Regions from separate parts of the Anser cygnoides genome. Here region 1 is linked to region 2. The links are chromatin contacts, called in public Hi-C maps. All regions are on one chromosome and are shown on one strand. The core of a region is the stretch at or near the end of the contact, and the rest is flanking DNA. Distances in the headings are between cores, read along the strand shown.

Region 1 (3,336 bases), core at 12-2,511, 230 kb before region 2:
AAGTGAAGCACCGCAGCAGCATCACCGATTTTTTTTTATTTTTTTCCTGAGATTTTGGCAAGAAGCCCGAAGTCAGCTGTCAATAGAAAATTTCGAAAGGCTGCGACTCATCCAAATACGAATGGATTTTCAGCAGGCCACAGAGAGCACCTGTCTGCTTGACAACTATTATTCCTCTCCAGCAAATTTCGAAATCCTGCTGCAAACCAGGAAGGCACTAGAGCCCCTCAAAATTAAGGGCACGTCATTTATTTATTTATATAAGCGAAGGCGTAAGTCAGCCTAAACCTAGGGATCACTGCTTCCCTATCCTCAATAACACCCCTTCTAGCCCTGTAATTTCGCTTTACAGTTATGAGAAGTTTCATTTCGGGGGATCAAATTCTTTCGACTCCCACCTCTGCCTAACTCCGCGCTCATTTAATGCGTTATTTCCATGAAGCTCGGGAGAGTTCACAGCACACGCTATTTCTGCTGGAGGCCAATCCAGACTCGCGCAGCCCAGGATAGCAACCAGTTAAATCTTCTCTAATCCCTGCATTCAGAAATGGTGGCTCACGGAGGCTGGCACGCAGGAGCTGAATAGAAGCGGCAAGCTCGTATTTCTCTCACCAGGCCAAATTAATAAAAACAAAACCTGATTTCTCCTCCTCATTTTCCTATTCTTCCTCCTCCCCAATATTTTTCCTCTTTCAAACGCTTTTTTTTTTGTTTGAGAAGCTTAATGTTTGGCTGCCTTCTGAAGAAACGGGCACAGTGACAGATGAAAGACTGTATTCAGCGTATAATTCAGAATAGGAAAAAATCGACCGCTGTGCATTTAAGATTCTAACAACCTTGCAATTTTGTATAGCCGTTTTCCCCAACCCGTTCTTTTGAAGAAATCTGCTTTTATTCTGTTAATAACTAACCACAGTTGCAGCAGCATGGATCCGATTAGCGGTTCTTACGGTACAAAGGAGAAGGGGGGGAGGGCTGTGAACAGGGTTGCCAATTTGTCCACCTGGGTCCCCAGGAGAAAGATTAGATGAGGCGCTTGCTCCTTTTTTCCCCACTCGCTCACTGCTCCGCACTAGACAGACCTCTTCAAAGCTCAGCCACTGACTTCATTTTTTTTTTTCTTTTCTAAAGTCTCATTTAACCGCCCCGCCACATGTTTTGCACTCTGTGCCACCGCATCCCTCCAAAGCAACGGTGCAAATTGGGATGAGAGGGGGCTGGAGAGGCTGCGGCAGCAGCTCGCCCAGCCAGCGCATTCTCTCACACCTCCACAGTGCCTTTGAATTGCCTTTAGATTTTCTAAGCTGTATTTTCTGAAATCGGTGTAAAACAGCGAGAGAAGCGTCTGTGTTCTTCAGTGACTGATCCAAGCCCTGGAACCGCACCGTATTTCTTACGCTGTCCCTTTAAGCCTTTCATAAAAATGATAGCTTTGCTCGCGTTTAGACTGAAAGGCTGCATGGATTTAGTCATTCGTAATTACTTGGGACGTGACATTACATGTTTGTTAATGCAGAAAGCATATGCTTCAGCTAGAGGAAAAACATTCTCAACTTCTTTATAAAATGTCAGTTAACCAGAATATAAAACTGCTATTGATGCAAGTGCTAAATAACTAAAAGCTCTTAACAAAGGAGAGGGCAGTATTTCCTCATTATATTTTGCTCATTTCTTCCTCCCAGAATCGAAACCTACCCTGTCGCACACCTGAAACTTAAAGCACAAGGATTCCATTTAGGAAGTAAATCCAAGTTCCAAAAGAAAGAATTTTTCATTATCCATGCCCATTCTCTAGGCTTCATTTATTACTACAAGGAAAGTTTTTCTCTAAACTGTTCCTCGTTGTGTCTACCAGTTTTAAGAGCCTGAGAAGCACAAGAAACTTCCAGTATCTGCCACCTAACAGAAACCTTCAGTCCTGATTTTATTATTGCCAAATTTTAACAAAACCATGTATCAGCTTTCATTTATAATATTTCCGGTGTAAAATCATCCAAGATGCCAAAGAAATGGTAAACATGAAATAAAATTGCATTTTTTAATCCGTATTTCTTTTTTCTTTGATCCGTCTCCATGTAGGAATTGTTCCGAATCAATATTAATCATCAGGTGGCGTTAGCTCTGGTGGAGTTTCACTCCTCCCTGCTTCTGAGCCTCTCAAGTTTGGGCAGGTAGGTGGAAAGTGGAGCAGAGCTGATATGTGGCAACGAACTATTTTGCCTGTCCTGCCTGCTACTTCTTGCACTACTCCATCGCCTGTGATTAATAGGCATTTAAGTAGTAAAATGCGTGCGCTCTCATTAATCCTATCCTCAAAAGGAACAAACCCTTCTTAGACGATCTGTAGTTTCTCTTATTGCATTAAAATGCACGTTGCACAGCCGGCACAGTTCTCAGGGAAGAGGGGGAAATGGCGAGTTGCATGCAAAAAGGCTGAAAGCACCTGGAGGCAACCCAGCCTCCAACAAACACTTGGTGGGTCTGATCTTCCTGAAGACAAGATCTATCATGCCATATTTCATCTTGCCCAACAGCGATAAGCTCCTCAGCCTGGTGCAGAAGCAGAGCGGTTCCCCACGCGTTTTTCATCAGCTGGGAACTTTCCTCCGGGTCACTCCCTCCGCAAGGTCGCGCGGGCGGCACGCAGCCGCTCGCCCCGCCTGCCGCCCGCCGACACCGCTCCCGTGTCACTTGCTGTTTGGAAGGGGGAGGATCAATGTTAGCAACCCCTGGTTATATCATTTATAAACATGCAGATGTGGATTATTAAAGATTAATGCATTTTGGGATTGGTGTCGGCATTCCGTTTGTCTCATGCCGAAACCAATTCTGTTCTTCATTAGTCAACGACAACCCGCATCACCCTGTTGTGGAAGAAAAATCAAAGGTGCAAGCGTGAATTGAGAATAAGTGATGAAACTGATTACTAAGAAACTTAACGGCTGTAATCAATCAACACATCACAATAATTTGAGTCCACTGTTATCTGGGGATGGGGAGCAAACAGCAAAGCTCGCTGTCAGAGCCAGTTGCTCTCTCCTGTTTACTTTCTGAAAACCCACTTGGCAATTCCAACTCCGTACCTACCTACGGAGCAAACCTGCCAAAGAGCCGTCCGAAGCCTTCAACAGTTCAACCTGCATAAGCTCGGTCCCTCAGGAGGAGAGAGAATACCTTGCTTTTCATTATTTTGTTTTAAAAATGTTATCTGGAGGTAGTAGAAATGTTCTCTTTTTGAGGCTAAATGCCTGTTTTCTAGCTGAGCTAGAATTAATTCGAGCCACCTTTGCAATTATTCAGGTTCCTTCTTCTAAGGAGGGATGTAACACGTACCTG
Region 2 (3,419 bases), core at 372-2,871:
TCGGGGTAGCTGCCGCCGTAGCTCCGCATCATGGGGCTGGGGGACGTGAGCAGCTGGTTCAAGGTAGGGGTGGCCCCGGACGGGTGCTGGTTCTGCCCGGAGAACCGCGCGAAGCCGCCGGCCGCCGCCGCGCCGGCAGCAGCCTTGCCGAGGCCGGCCCCGCCGCCGGGGCCCATCATCATGCCGCCGCCCGGCTGCCGCGGGGAGCTCAGCACCCCGTAGCCGGCCGCCGAGCCCCCGTAGCCTCCGCCGCCGCCTCCTCCGCCGCCGCCTCCTCCGCCGCCTGCCCCGGCGGCCGCCGCCGCTGCCGCCGCCGCCACGGCTCCCGCGCCGCCGCCGCCCGCGCCGCCGCCGCCGCCGGGGCCGCCGGGGCCGCGGGCGTAGGCCGGGTAGTGGTTGTACTGGCTGTTGGGGTACCCTTCGTGCGAGTTCTGCAGGGGGTCCATGCTGTTGGGGGCCGCCGCGGGGTGCATTATCCCCATCCCGGGGCTTTGTTGTCCGCCATGTTGATCAAAGCAAGGCCCGGCGCGGCTCGCCGTAGCGCTGCTGGCAGGGGCAGGGGCAGCGTTGCCATAATAGCTATTGAACTCCGAGACACCCGCCGCGGAGGGGCCGCCGCCGCCTCCCCCGCTCCCACCGCCGCCGCCGCCGCCGCCGAGGCCGCCGCCGCCGCCGCTCCCAGCGCTCGGGGGCGGCTGCTGGGGCTGCTGCTGTCCGCCCAGGGGTCCCAAGCCGGGGTGGTCGTAGCGGCCGCCGATGGGCTCGCCCATTTTGCCGGGCATCTCCTCCTCGTCGGCGCCTTTATTCAGCAGTTGCTGCGGCTGCTGCGGGGGCTCGGCCTGAGCGCCCAAAACACTGTCTTTTCCTCCATGTTGCTGCTGCTCCATGTCTGCACTGGGCTGAGCAGCGCCGCCACCGCCACCGCCGTTGTTGTTGCTGCCGCCGCCGCCGCCGCCGCCGAGGCTGCTGTTGTTATTCTGCACGGGATGGTGCTGAGGCGGCGGCTGCTGCGGCGGCGGCGGCGGCGGGAATTGATTTAGCTGCTGCTGCTGCTGCTGCTGCTGCGGCGGGGGCGGTGGTGGTGGTGGTGCTGGTGGTGGTGGTGGTGCGGGTGGTGGGCACGGTGGTGGTGGTGGGCATGGTGCTGCGGGTGCTGGGCACGGTGGTGGTGGTGGTGGTGGTGCTGGGGCGGCGCGGCGGGGTGATCGCCTCCGACGCTCTTCAGCTTGTGGTTGGGGAGCAGCCCCGTCTCCATGGCCGGGCCCGGGTTGGAGGAGGAGGAGGAGGAGGAGGAAGGCGGCGAGGAGCGCGGAGGCAGCGCCGAGGAGCTTCCACCTTCCTTCGCAGCCGGCTCCGAGGCGGAGGCGGCGGTGGCGGAGCCGTTCCCGTTCCCGGCGGCGGGAGCGGCGTTATTGGCCATGTCCGGCGGCTCGCCGTGCCGCTGCCGGCGGTGCGGGACGCGCTGCTCTACATTATTCACGCCGCCGGGAGCCCCGGGAGCCCCCGCGGGGCTGCTGCCGGCGCCCCCCGGCCCGCGCTCGGCGGGCAGGCTCGGCGCCGTGCCCTTGGCGGCGCCCGCCGGGGCCGCTGCCACTTGCGCGGCCATGATCAGCGCGGCATCGCGGGGCTGGGGGGCCCGGCACGCCGGCGGGGGTTGGGGGGGGGGGGGGGGGGGGGGTAGAATAAAAAGTTTTTTAAAAAAATTAAAAAATGGAAAATAATAATAAAAATAACAAAAACTGGGCCGCCGCCCTCAGAAAGACGGGGTCGGAGCGGGACCTGGCAGCGCCACGCGTGGCTCCGCTCACAGCGCCCCGCGCCCGTTCCCGCTCCGCGATTTCACGCTGAAAGTTTTTTTTTTTTTTGTGCGTGTGTGTGTGCGCGAGTTCGGGTTTAAACGAAACTTTTTTTTCTCTCTCTCTCTCTCTCTTTTTTTTTTTTTTTTTTTCCCTCCTTTCCTCCCCAGCCCGGATATGGGTAGGCGCACGCCCGGCCGCGCCGCGCCGGCCCAGCATGGCACGGGCGGGCGAGCCCCGGCAGCCATCGCCCCCTCCGCGCCCCGCGCACCCGCAAAACGCGGACTGGATCCCGCGGCGCGCGGATCCGCGCCCCGCCGCCGCCGCCCCCGGGGACACCGGGGGGGGGGGGCACCGGGAGCGGGCGGCCCCGAGGGGCAAACCTGGGGAGGCTCCGGTCTGCAGCCCCCAGCCAGCGTGTCGCTTTTCCCCCGGCAGGGAAACGCTCCTTATTTCACCGAAAAACGCACTTTCCTCCTTTTTTTTTTTTAACCCCTATTTTTTTTTTATTTTTTTTTTCCCATTTTGTGCGCAGACGTTTCTAAAATTTAACCCAAATTCCGCATCCTCGCGGTTGTGTCCACATGGTCCAGCTGTCCCCCCAGCCTAATGGTCATCCGCGCTAATTACGCCTCCGCACGCGGGGCCGTCCCCAAGATGTTCCCCGCAGATCAGCGGGAGAGAGAGGCGTCCGCAGTCCCGTAATTGTTTCCCGAAACAATGTGATTTCCAGCGTGCGCAGGACATTCATGAAAGAGCAGCAATACACACACACACACACACAAAAATCAAAACACGTCATCCAAATAACTTTCGCTCCAAATGGAAAGCTGTTGCTGATGACCTACATTTTTGAGCCATCGTTCAGGACGGCTTGGAGGGTTTTTTTTTTATAGCTATCTTACTACAAATGATACCCCGGTATACCAAAAAGTAATAGTCACACACTACGTTAAACTAATGAAAGCATCGGGGTGATCAAATACCCTGCTATGAGCGTGGATAGCAAACCGGGATATTAGCAAACATTTTCAATATAGCAAGGGGCTAAGATGCGCTGCTTTAGATGAATATTTCTGTGCACTCTGCCAAAGGTAACCACGCTTTCAAATTTCAAAATGGCTAAATAGGAGACTCGATAATAACGGTTGAGCAAAATGCGGTATCTCGAGAGCGACGCCGTCATGAGCTGGTAGGCTTCATTGTGCCCACTGTGGAAACATTAAAGAGCAGAAGCTTCATGCTCTAATGCTGAATTACCCACAAAGATCACTGATAAATGTATGAACAGTGTGATTCCAACGCCTATTAATTTTATTTCTGTCTGAAAAGTCGGAAATATTCGGACTTCAATTATGGAGCCAGTTTTGGAAAGTCTCAGCGTTCATCAAGTCCACCTTGATAACACTTCTGTTACAGTTGTATTTGTCTTCTTTTGGTGCTCTTTGCGAGTGCAGAAATGTTATCTGGCTACTGGAAAAACACAGAGTGGGGGAAAAAAATGGTGAGTAAGTCTAGTGGGGGGAATCAGGTGCATACCCAAGGGTCATTACAGTCTGTAACAACAACAAATTGCAGTTCTATGCAAACTGCTGGAAAGGGGTATATCATCTTTGTAGGAGA

What was found. A called contact is a pair of places that touch in the nucleus more often than the background predicts.
Region 1: a Hi-C map of liver shows a contact between it and region 2, with 9 times the contacts expected there. The contact joins the enhancer-like site here to the promoter of ARID1B in region 2. A contact is called at or near these places in 2 of 7 Hi-C or Micro-C datasets (both in liver).

What each region holds. Positions count from the first base shown.
Region 1 is chr3:56,634,291-56,637,626 of Taihu_goose_T2T_genome, reverse strand. All of the region lies in intron 7 of ARID1B (AT-rich interaction domain 1B), which reads right to left. Among named protein-coding and RNA genes, the nearest start is that of TMEM242, 170 kb to the left of the region's middle. Within about 2 kb of position 1,261, at least 2 of the 3 cell types and tissues checked have open chromatin away from gene starts, as enhancers often do. A contact at or near this core is called in liver, where this site is marked.
Region 2 is chr3:56,399,781-56,403,199 of Taihu_goose_T2T_genome, reverse strand. It overlaps ARID1B (AT-rich interaction domain 1B), which reads right to left and starts at 1,621. Exons shown (of 22, transcript XM_066994218.1): 1 at 1,069-1,621; 2 at 1-1,066. The coding sequence starts at 1,606.